2 separate regions of the Drosophila melanogaster genome follow, and region 1 is linked to region 2. Evidence: chromatin contacts called from public Hi-C data. All regions are on one chromosome and are shown on one strand. Each heading gives the region's core, a stretch centred on a gene start, on an enhancer-like site or on the middle of the called end of the contact. The rest is flanking DNA. Distances are from core to core; before and after follow the strand shown.

Region 1 (5,222 bases), core at 2,687-5,186, 150 kb before region 2:
CTGCTTGTAATTTAAAATCTTCTCTACATGATTAAAATAAACATTCAAGCCACACTCACACTTTCAATTAGGAAATATTTACTCGTATCTACCCTAAACTAACAAAGAACTGCAACAATTTCAGAGACAAGTCAAGTGCAAAAAATATGATTAAGAAAACGTAATTAAAGTGAAGTCATCTCGAAAACGACTTGGCCATTTTCCCATTGTATGTGATAATTAAATATGCCGGATTTAATCCATGAGCTGGTCACCGGACGCATCTAAGTAATCGCCAGGCCAGACACTTTGGGGATCCCCAGGACCTTTCACCTGCACTCTGGCACTCTGTTTTCTGTCTTTATTTCATTTTAATTACATTGCAGTTACATTTCACAATTCTCGGGGCCATTTGATGGCCGGTTTCAGGGCTCTGGCAGTCAAATCAGGCGTATGATAAATTGATTGCGAACGCATACTTATGTGCATACGAGGATGTCCTTGCTCATGCATGCATTTATGGGTACACCCAGGATAAGTGCAATCAAGATGCAACAGCAGCTCATGTGCAATTTAATTATCTTCATTTCAAAAATATTATTTTGCAGAAAGACCTAATGACAAAACGAATCCTTTTAGAAGACTGTATTTACGATTTTTCAGCATTTTTTTTCTCCCAGTGTATATTACTATATGTGTGTTGTGTTTGTCTGGCATTGAGACTTTTCTGCTTCATCCTGCGAAAGCTGGGCTTTAATAAAATTTTACGCATAAACTGCCTTTGATTGAATTACATTTAATTATTTTACCAGACATTTTGCGTGGAGTTCCTGGCCGAAATCGTTTTGACACTGCTCTTCGTTTTGTCATTTGTCTATTTTCTTTCCTTTTCCATCGAACTCATCTTTATTTGTTTCTCTGTTTTAAATTAAATAATTTGACAAACATAATTAAACACTTAAATTACTAAGAATGTTAATGATAGAATATTTACTGGGCGAAAAATTGTTACAGTCGAACAAAAAAGTAATAGTACTGCTATTACTTTTCTTATATTTTTAGTGAAGTCTTGGAGCAAAATAACTATATATTAAAGATAGCTGCGCTTAGGCAAGCTTGAAAAGTAAACTTATAAATTAACAATTTGGTTTCTGTTTCAAATTCATTTGTTGATTTGTACCCAATGGCGGTTATTCCTTATCTCACATTAATACTATACTGCTTGGGGTGGCTCGATTTGGAGAGGGATATTGATTGGAGTAGTCGATTTCCTTTCGGATTCGCTTGCCCTTTCCCATGATGCTCTCGACGTCCACCTGGGACTGCTGCGACTGCTTCTTTTGCTTCTTTGGTAGCTTCGGCTGACTTTTTCCCATCAGGTTTTCCCAGTAGAATGGGTCAGTGTTTTCAGCATCGTTATTGTAGTCATCATGCTCCTCGTGATCTTCCTTAGTGGCATAAGAAGCGACCTTAAAGGACGAAAGATACTCGTTGGCCCAAGACTCCTTCTCTTCAATGCCGCGATTGGTGCGGTCAAGCAGATCGGCCACCGCTTTGTCGTCGTAGTGAATAGCCTCACTCTTGCCGTCCTTAAAAAGATCCTCGGTGCCAAAGCGAAGGATGTCTTCGAGCTCGTCCTTTGAGAAATTTGTTGTCATGCCACCCATTCCCGGGCGCACCACAAGATGGGTGAGCATCATCTTGTGCTTGGCAACCTGCATAATGCGCTCCTCCACCGAGTTGTGGGTCACAAATCGGTAGATCATTACCTTCTTTTTCTGCCCCATGCGATGGGCTCGGGAAAAGGCCTGAACGTCGTTGTGCGGATTCCAGTCCGAGTCGAAAATAATGACGGTGTCGGCTGTTGCCAAATTGATACCCAGTCCGCCTGCACGAGTGCTCAGCAGGAAGACAAAGTGCTCCGATACGGGATCATTGAATCTGTCAATGGCCTTCTGACGTAAATCGCCTTTGATCGACCCGTCGATGCGATCGTACTGGTATCCCTCCCCTTCGAGGAAGTGTTCGAGAACATTCAGCATCTTGGTCATCTGGGAGAATAAAAGGACCCTGTGATTGTCCGCCTTTAGCTGTTTTAGCATCTTTGACAGTAAATCTAGCTTGCCGGAAGCTTTGGTCAGCGAACTCATCTCGTAAAGACCACTTGGCGAGATAGTGGCCTCCTCGGCGGCGGAGGGGAACAGGTACGGATGATTGCAGCACTTTCTCAGGTCCATCATGATGTTGAGCAGCGAACACACGCGACCGCCGCCTTTCTGATTTAAGGCCTTGAAGTTTTTGGTCAAAATATGCTTGTAGAATTTTTTTTGCATAGACGACAGCTCCACGCGCACAATGAACTCCGACTTTGGGGGCATGCTCTTCAATACATCCGCCTTAAGGCGACGGAGCATATGCGGTTCCAAGATCTCGTGCAGTCGCTTCACTTGCTCTTCCTTCGAAACGTCAGTGAACTCGGCCTGGAAGGTCTGCAGGTCGTTAAACTTTCCAGAGCTCAGGAAATTGAGCAGATGGAACAGCTCCTCGAGATTGTTCTGAAGCGGAGTGCCGGTCAGCAGCAGCTTGTAGCCGATGCGGTACTTGCTCAGGATCCTAAAAAACTTGCTCTGGTTGCTCCTTAGCCGATGGGCCTCGTCCACGACCAGCGCCGCCCAATCGATGCACCCGAGAAAGGCTGCGTCCACAGAGATAAACTCGTAGCTGGTCAGCATTACGTTAAACTTATACTGGGTTTGGTTTTCGCGCATGGTTTTGGTGGTTACCTCCTCGAAGCTTATCTCATGTTTCCGGATAACCGCTCTAGCAGTCTTGCCGCCCACATAGGTGACACAGTATAGTTCTGGAGCCCAGAGCTCCAGCTCTCGCTCCCAATTGGTCAGTGTGGAAAGCGGCACGGATATGAGGAAGGGTCCGCGGCAATGTCCCTCCTTAAATAGTGAGTAAAGAAAAACCACGGTCTGAATGGTCTTGCCCAGACCCATCTCGTCAGCCAGTATGGTGGGGATGCCTTGGCCCCAACTATAGCGAAGCCAACTGACGCCCTCTATCTGAAAGGGATGCAATTTAAGGCCAGCCTCCTTCAAGAATACTGGCTGATCCTCGTACTTCTTATTCAGGTCTATTGTGGGTGCAGGTCTATCTCTTTGACGTCCCTTATTACTGGACCGTAGTTTCTTGTAGAGAGCGATAGCCTGGTTTAGACCCGGGATACTGTCGCTTTCTCTTTCCCAGCTGCTATCGTTATAAGACAACTCACGCCATTTCACCAAGTACATAGTCCCTCCATTGGGCTCCTCACTATGATTGATAACCCGCTGGACAAGGAGCCACTCCGGCTTAATGCCGTATCTGTAGAATCGCTCGTGCAGATTGCCGTCCTGATCATCGAGCTCCTCGAGACTTGGCTCTTCCATGTCGCTCCTTCTCTGGAAGCTGGCAACCATTGAGGCATGGTGCAAGAGCATTTGACCTTCGGGAATCCATTCGCAGTGCCAGTAGGACATGCCATGCCACTTGATAAAGTACTCGCGCCGCTTTTCACCTTTAGATGTACGAAGCTCCACGCTTCGATCGAGGGCCCAGCGCCATGACAATATCTTCTCGGCTTTTCCGGGCAAGGGAATGCAGCGCGGGCAGATCCAATCGCCTTTGGGAATCGATTTCAAGGGAGGACTCAGACAGGTTCTGTGGTAAACGGAAGGGCAGGAATCGCAGCACAGCAGATCTCCTCCATCACTACAAACTTTGCAGTATTCTTCGTCGCGAAACTTCTGCTTCTTGGCATTGGTTTTCGGCCGCTTGTCCTTGGAAGCCTTGCCAGGTGTTTTCCAGTCTGGATCAGCCCCTCTCTTAGACGACATGCTATTTGAGTTTAGTTTTTGCAATCACTGATTCTGAAATGGAAATTGTCAAATGCGCGCCAGAAGAAAACGGTACTACCAATTATAATTCCAAGCAAAGAAGCATTCACACTGATCTTCCGAAATAAATTGGTCTGATGCGCCGTTTACACTTGCATCTGGTTAGGATGCGCTAACACTATTGCGAGGTAAAAAGGTGATTCTATATTTATTTATTTATTTATTTATTATTTATTTATTATTATTTATTTATTTTTTATTTATTTATTATTTATTTATTTATTTATTATTTATTTTCAGCCACTTGTGTCACCATAAAAAACCCTAGCATAATAGAACAATACGAACAAATAAATGTTTAAGTCAGGGGTCCGTCTATATATTCATTTTTTATTGGAAAATATCAACGTTTTTTCTAAACGATTCGGATGGTAAATATCGAACAAAAGTCGGCTTGCATTTATTTCGATATTATTCTAGGTATTGAACGTCGCTAATACCAAATACACTATAATAATTCCAGTGTCTTTGCTAATACCCTGTTCGCACGGGCGGGCTTGCTTTGATCGGCATTCGATAGGTAAACAATTATTAAGATCGTAAAAACTTGGGCTTGCTCTTCATGATATTATCATAAAGATAATAGAATTTACTCATGTAAAATTTACTTAATTTAGCGGGAAGTTCTCTGAAACTAAAAAATCAAGATTTTTTAAATAAATGCTAGTTTAGACTTCACATTTTGTAGAAGTGTTTAAACATTAGCGTTAATACACAGACAACAATCGAAAACCTTTCGAAATATCGATATACATATATTTAGGTAATTAATTTAATTCAAATTAAGGGAAACAGCGTAAGTTTATATGCACAATTTTTTTTTTGTTAAAAGTGCTATTAATTTTATGCTTTAACTGGATGTAAATGGACCGTTAAAGCCCAGCTCTGCTTGCTGATGCCTGCGTGTATCGAAAACCAAAAACCAGCCGCAGAGCAACGAACCCGCGACCGCCGAAACATTTCAAAGACAATCCACCAACAGCGGCAACACCGTCAACAGTCGGCCACACCACCATCCATTCACCGTCACCATCACCATCACCGTCGCCAACAGGACGAGGGCGAGGACAATGGATCAACTCAAACTCAGACCTTGTAACTGCCTGACCGCACATCCACTGGCAGAGTGGGTGTGGGTGGAATGTGAGCGGCTGGTAAGTGGGTGGCCAAAGAAGTGAGGGCCAGTTGATGGCCACATGTCACAGACATTATGGAATCATGAACTTATGCGCACCTGTGCGTGCTTGCGGGGGCGCGGGCGGTGGGCCCAGAGCTTCATTCTGGTTATATCCGTGTGGACTT
Region 2 (5,488 bases), core at 1,385-3,884:
TATCGCTTGTGATCGGCCTTCTTATCGATGGCCCACGGAAGGAGACCCAACTGGTGGACATGTTTGAGGCGCTGGAAGAGTGGATGCTCGACGATCTCTTGGATATGGCTCGACAGTTCGATTACACCGTGAACCTCATCCTCAATAAGCATCTAAAGGAAATAAACGTGATAAAAGTTTTAAGCAAAGTTCAAAAGCAAAGAAACTTATTGCAAGAGCCATATTCTATATGGCTTACTCTGCCTGACCCAAATAATTAAAATTATCCCTTTACTTCTTATGTAGATTATTATTATTTGTGGGCCAAAGATGGGATATACATATAATTTAGGTACATCACAGAAGTAAGGCTACCTGCCACCAGTACCGGTGCTACAGCCACTGCTGCTACCCCCACTGCTACCTCCACTGCTACTTCCACTGCTACTTCCTTCGGAGCTTCCGAATCCTCCACCCAGGCACATGGAGACTATAAAGAGACTTAGGCCTATTATGTCTGGAACAAGCCCCAGGGCGGCCATAGCACACTCCTGCCTCTCGAGCTGGCCATCGATCATCCGGCGGATGTTAAGGATGAGCAGGACACTACGGACGAGTATGATTTCAAAATGATTTGTATACAAATAGATCGGTCTTACCAATATGGAAGGGTTAGCACTTGGGCTGCTGCATACAAAGTCATTAAAACCAGAATGCTTGCCGGCTTGCAAAAAATTAGTAAATTAACAATCAGCATGTAAATCAAGGATGCGATAACCAGCTTCTCATTTTTCGACAACATGTAAGCGGCATTATTGTTAAATACAGCAACAACAATTGCTGTTATCAATGTCACAACCGTGCCGATCTGCAATATTCAATCTTAAAACAATCCACATTGGTTCAAACACTCATTTCTCACAGTCGCTGGGCGGATCTTCAAACGATGGTTTTTTAACAGCTTCAATGGATATGGACACGGACTGTTGCTTCCCAGAGGAAGTGCGAGGATCAAGTTAGCAAGTATTTTCATTTTTGTCAGAATGTCGACGAAGTTTGTACTATTTTTGTCTGCACTTAAATTTAAATCAGAGTAATACTTTAAATCATGGGTCACTTTAATTTATGAAAATATATATAAAAAAAAAGTGTTTGGATCGTGTAACGTATAACCTGCTGATAATAACTTTATGTGGTAGTAGAGTTATTTGCGGAACTTTCTTATCTTTCTCAACAAACATAGCAAAATAAATATAACCCTATCAAAGTACCAAAAAATGGGGGATTCCACATAATAGAAAAGATCTAAAGTCCATTCTAAAATTCGTGTTCGAAATGAAACCACATAGCATTCTACAAATATTAATTTAAACAGTGTTTGTAACAGTTATATGTCATACATTTTCTTCTTGAATAATAATAATGAGAGAAACGTAAGTTGTCTTGCAACTGCACCTCTATCAACGGTCAAACTAGAACTAGAACTGGAGCTTGATAGTTTGGTACATAAGCTCTGTATTCTTGAACTCAAGAACAAAATCAAGTTTTGGCACAGCATTAAGTTTACACGTTTCTCATAAAGCTCTTGATTTTCTGATGTTTATATTTACAAAAATTTTTTAATTTTAAAATGGCAGCAATGTTATGGAGACCAATTAAAATCTTTATATTTTTAATACTTGGGGAAGAAACTAAATGGTGGGGAAAAGTCTTTAAAAGAATCCAGCTTTCGAATTACCAAAATACTTTAGATTTCCAACCCAGATAATTTACGCTCCTTTTTAAGCTAGTGATTTTTATTAAATTTCCGCAGTAATAGATTAGCGTACGGTTTTGAATAGAAGAAAGTTTATAACAACCATTTGATTACAAAGGCGACTGAAAAATACGTTATTGCTAAAACATTGATGTGCTCAACATATTGATGTGCCATGACTTAGTACTTCATTATTTATTTTACAATATGTGGCAGATTGTAGCATTACACTAGTGCAACTAATTTATAAGCCTCACGCAATGCGCAAAGTTTAGTAGGTCAAGAGCTATTAATGCGCTCTTTTTTTGCAAGTGCAATCAGCTGTCATGCTTCACTAGCAACCCATAACAAACGGTTAACTCACAGATGGGCGTTGTTGTTGTTCGTGGTGTCCATGCTGCTGCTGTTGTAGTTGTTGTTGGGAAAGCGGGAGTTTCGAGTTCTTTGGTTCGTTGGAGAGGGGAAGAGAAAGAGAGCGCCGTCGCTGAGCGAGGGAGTGAATCACTGCGCTGGCTGACATTCTAATTGGATTCCTGCTTATCGACAATCCGCGTCCGAAGCAAACCCGAAAATGCGCACAGCACGACGTCTTGAAGGCTGTCTTCCCGCCGATTTGTGCGAATATATAACATCCGGGTATTTTTTTACATTTTATAGCGACTCCGATTCGTCAAGCAGAACGTACACAACTGTAAATTTGGCGATGGTAGCGCACAGCTGATTGCAGCTATCGACCAGGGATGCGATAAAAGCTGCACAGGAATGGCGACGCTTTCAAACGGTAAAGCTATTCATTTTGACGTAGACGCGAATGTAGAAAAAATACAAAATATGTGCCAGTATCACTTCATTGTTAAATTTAATAATACACTTTTTGTAAAGTATGTAGAGAAAACATTAAAGGTAATTTAGAAATTAAGAGTTTTTAATATATTTTGGCAGAGAGGCATGCGCCACCTATGCGGAGTGCGGCGAAACTTGGTTTTAAGGTGTGTGTCTCCGCTTTTTAGATATCTGCCAATGCTGATTTATCGATTAGAGTTGAGTACTCATCCCCAACAGTCAGGATGGCAGCTCCCAACATCCTTGAAAAAGGGATGGCAGCGCTATGTATCCTTAGAATTAGGGAATTCTGGATGGAAATACTACAAGCATTTCTATACTCGTTAATCGTAGTATAAAAGGTAGTATACTAGATTCGTTGAAATCATTCTTTATTAGGATCAATAGCATAGTCGATCTGTTCATGTCGTTTTTTATGTCCGTCCGTATAAACGCACAGATTTCAGGAACTATAAATGTTGCCACGCCCCCACTATAACGCCCACACTTTTTAAAAATGTTACGATATTTTTTAATATTATTAAATTTCTATCGATTTGACAAAACCCAAAAATACCGCGCCCACACTTTTGAAAAATATTTTGATTTTTTTGTGTTTTAATGGATTTATTGCCAATTTCTATCGGTATACCAAAAACACCTTGTAGCACATACAGAACGCCCCATAGACAGTTCTATTAATTATCTTAAGGCCTTAAAAAAAGGGATAATCTATAGCATTCAAAGTTTTCAGCTTATCTATTAAATGTTCACGCAGTATTCGCTAAAGCTTATTTAATATTTAATAATTTTTTTCGTGATATATCCGACTTAGTGCACTTACAAAAAAAGCTATTTTAAAACTAAACCACATACCTAATCATGGCAAACCCCATTCTTAAATGAAATACATTTTATTTTTAAGTGATACTCTTGACAAGAAAAATAAAAAATGACTTCATGTAGTTTTTGATTAACACACCCGAATTTCAAAATTAAATTACAGTTAATTAAATGTCATGTGATAAAAACACTGATTTATACCGAATAATAGGTAGCTCCCATTCTTTCAACATCAGATTCTGCGGGATATATTTTCCGGGGATAGGCGGGGGGCTGGCACGTGGCTCACTTAGCGTGGAAATTGCTTTTGCTGAGAGCGCCGTCGCACTGAAGTGAAAGCGAAAGTTGCCGCTGACCTACAGATGAAAGTAGCACACTGATTTCTCTTCAGGACAAGAGGAAAACGCAAAGAGAGGCTAACAGATTCGCGGCAAAGAGAATGTATCTTTGTATCTTTATCTGCAGCCTAAATAAATGCAATTTCATTTTAGGTTGCATTGCAGTTTCTGCATCTCCTCGTAGAATACTCCCGACAGTCAACGCACTTAAAGAATAACAGAGAACACATACAATTCGCACTAAGATACATTTGTATCTGTGCCGCAGTTTATCTTCAGTGTGTAAGTGAAATACTCAACCCCAGATAGGTAAACGAAAAATTGAACAAGAGCAATTAATAAAACAATGAAACGAAAACAAGCATTGGACAAACAATTTTGATATGCCAATATAAACAAAAAACAGGAATTTAAAAAAAAAGCCGGCTCCACACTTGACTGAGTGAAGCGATAAAGAGAGCCAATATGGAGAGATATCACTGGGAGAAATCAAGAGCGTAGTCAAAATGCAAACAAATGCTGCACAGTGGTAATATACTCGATAAAAAATATATTTCTGTTCTAACGTTATCTTTTTATAGGCCACAATAAAGGTTAAAATGATTTCGATATTTTAAAGCGATTAAATATAATTTACCTTGGGCTTAAAGAAGCTAGAGGTATTCTTTCTGGATAAATATATATTATTATATATATTTCATTAAATACTAAATATAACCTTTTTTAAATTCATTCCATGTTGGCGGCCACCACCCAGTGCTTAAAATTTGCTCTCTCCTGAGTTTGCCTCTCTCCAATCGTTGACATTGTAGAGCCGTGCTATCTAACCACCCAGACGCCACCCACCGAGAGGGAGATTTCCCGAGAGAAGCGGCGGTGAGAATGAGAGCGAAAGTGGGGCCCGAAAAGTTGCAACTTTTAGCGAGACGCGCCTCAGTTGCCACACGACAGGAGGGCCAAACGGGCGACTTGGGAGGCACAAGACGCGGACACGGGCTGAACTCGTATCCGTCAGATACGCGTATAGCCAAATTTAATAGTAATAATTAAAACGCTGCGTGAACTAGCCTCCCCCCCCCCCACTTCACGCGAAAGCGCCGGCACTCTGTTTTGCAAAAAATAAATAATAAGTACGAAATATATTCTCGAAAATCGTTGTATCTGTGTATCGGAGAACCAAAAAAAGAGGCCGTCGCTTGGCGCTCTCGCATCTCAGCTGCCAGTGGGCGAAAGACGCAACTGCTGCGACCTTGCAATGCCCTTGAATGACACTCTTATTGCGACCAAGTCGCCAACGTTGCCACTCCAACGGGCGCTGCTGCCACGGCTGCCACTCAGCGCTGGCAAAAATACACACAATTATTAATAATACTAATAACACAATAATAGTAGCTATCACAGAAATAAATAACAAAACGCTGCGACGAATATAAAAGTGAAAATTTTATTAAAGTCAAAGAACTTTCGCGTGCCTTCGTGAAAGCCGAAAAGCCCCCGACGGATCCTTATCAAAGCTTTAACCCAAAACCAAAAGGTGTGCTAAAATAATTCGAAATAATTGACATTTACAAAGATATCACCCGCCCAAAAATAGAAAATTTAATCAAATTAAAGGCAAACAACATATCCGAGAAATCTGAAATAAGCAAGTGTTATCTAACTAGCGCCCCTGGCGTCCTGTGCAAGTGTGTGTGTGTGCGGCAAAGGAAAGTGAAAGTTCTCGGCGGCGAATATCCTTCGGTAACCTTTC

What was found. Hi-C and Micro-C count contacts between places; a contact is called where the count stands out from the background.
Region 1: a Hi-C map of the Kc167 cell line shows a contact between it and region 2, with 2.9 times the contacts expected there. The contact joins the promoter of Chd3 here to the promoter of fal in region 2. A contact is called at or near these places in 5 of 107 Hi-C or Micro-C datasets (the Kc167 cell line, the S2 cell line, embryo and 1 more) and 2 of 6 datasets of contacts at active chromatin or transcription factors (both in the Kc167 cell line).

Annotation. Positions count from the first base shown.
Region 1 is chr3L:19,445,887-19,451,108 of dm6, reverse strand. Chd3 reads right to left here and starts at 3,936. Exons shown (of 1, transcript NM_140854.3): 1 at 871-3,936. The coding sequence starts at 3,860. The coding sequence ends at 1,182. CG33062 reads left to right here and starts at 4,665. Exons shown (of 4, transcript NM_001202201.2): 1 at 4,665-4,716; 2 at 4,799-5,074. The coding sequence starts at 4,991.
Region 2 is chr3L:19,291,710-19,297,197 of dm6, reverse strand. fal (falten) reads right to left here and starts at 2,634. Exons shown (of 5, transcript NM_001316453.1): 1 at 2,100-2,634; 2 at 1-152. The coding sequence starts at 152. Gbs-76A (Glycogen binding subunit 76A) reads left to right here and starts at 4,432. Exons shown (of 3, transcript NM_001300189.1): 1 at 4,432-5,488. It also overlaps asRNA:CR46048.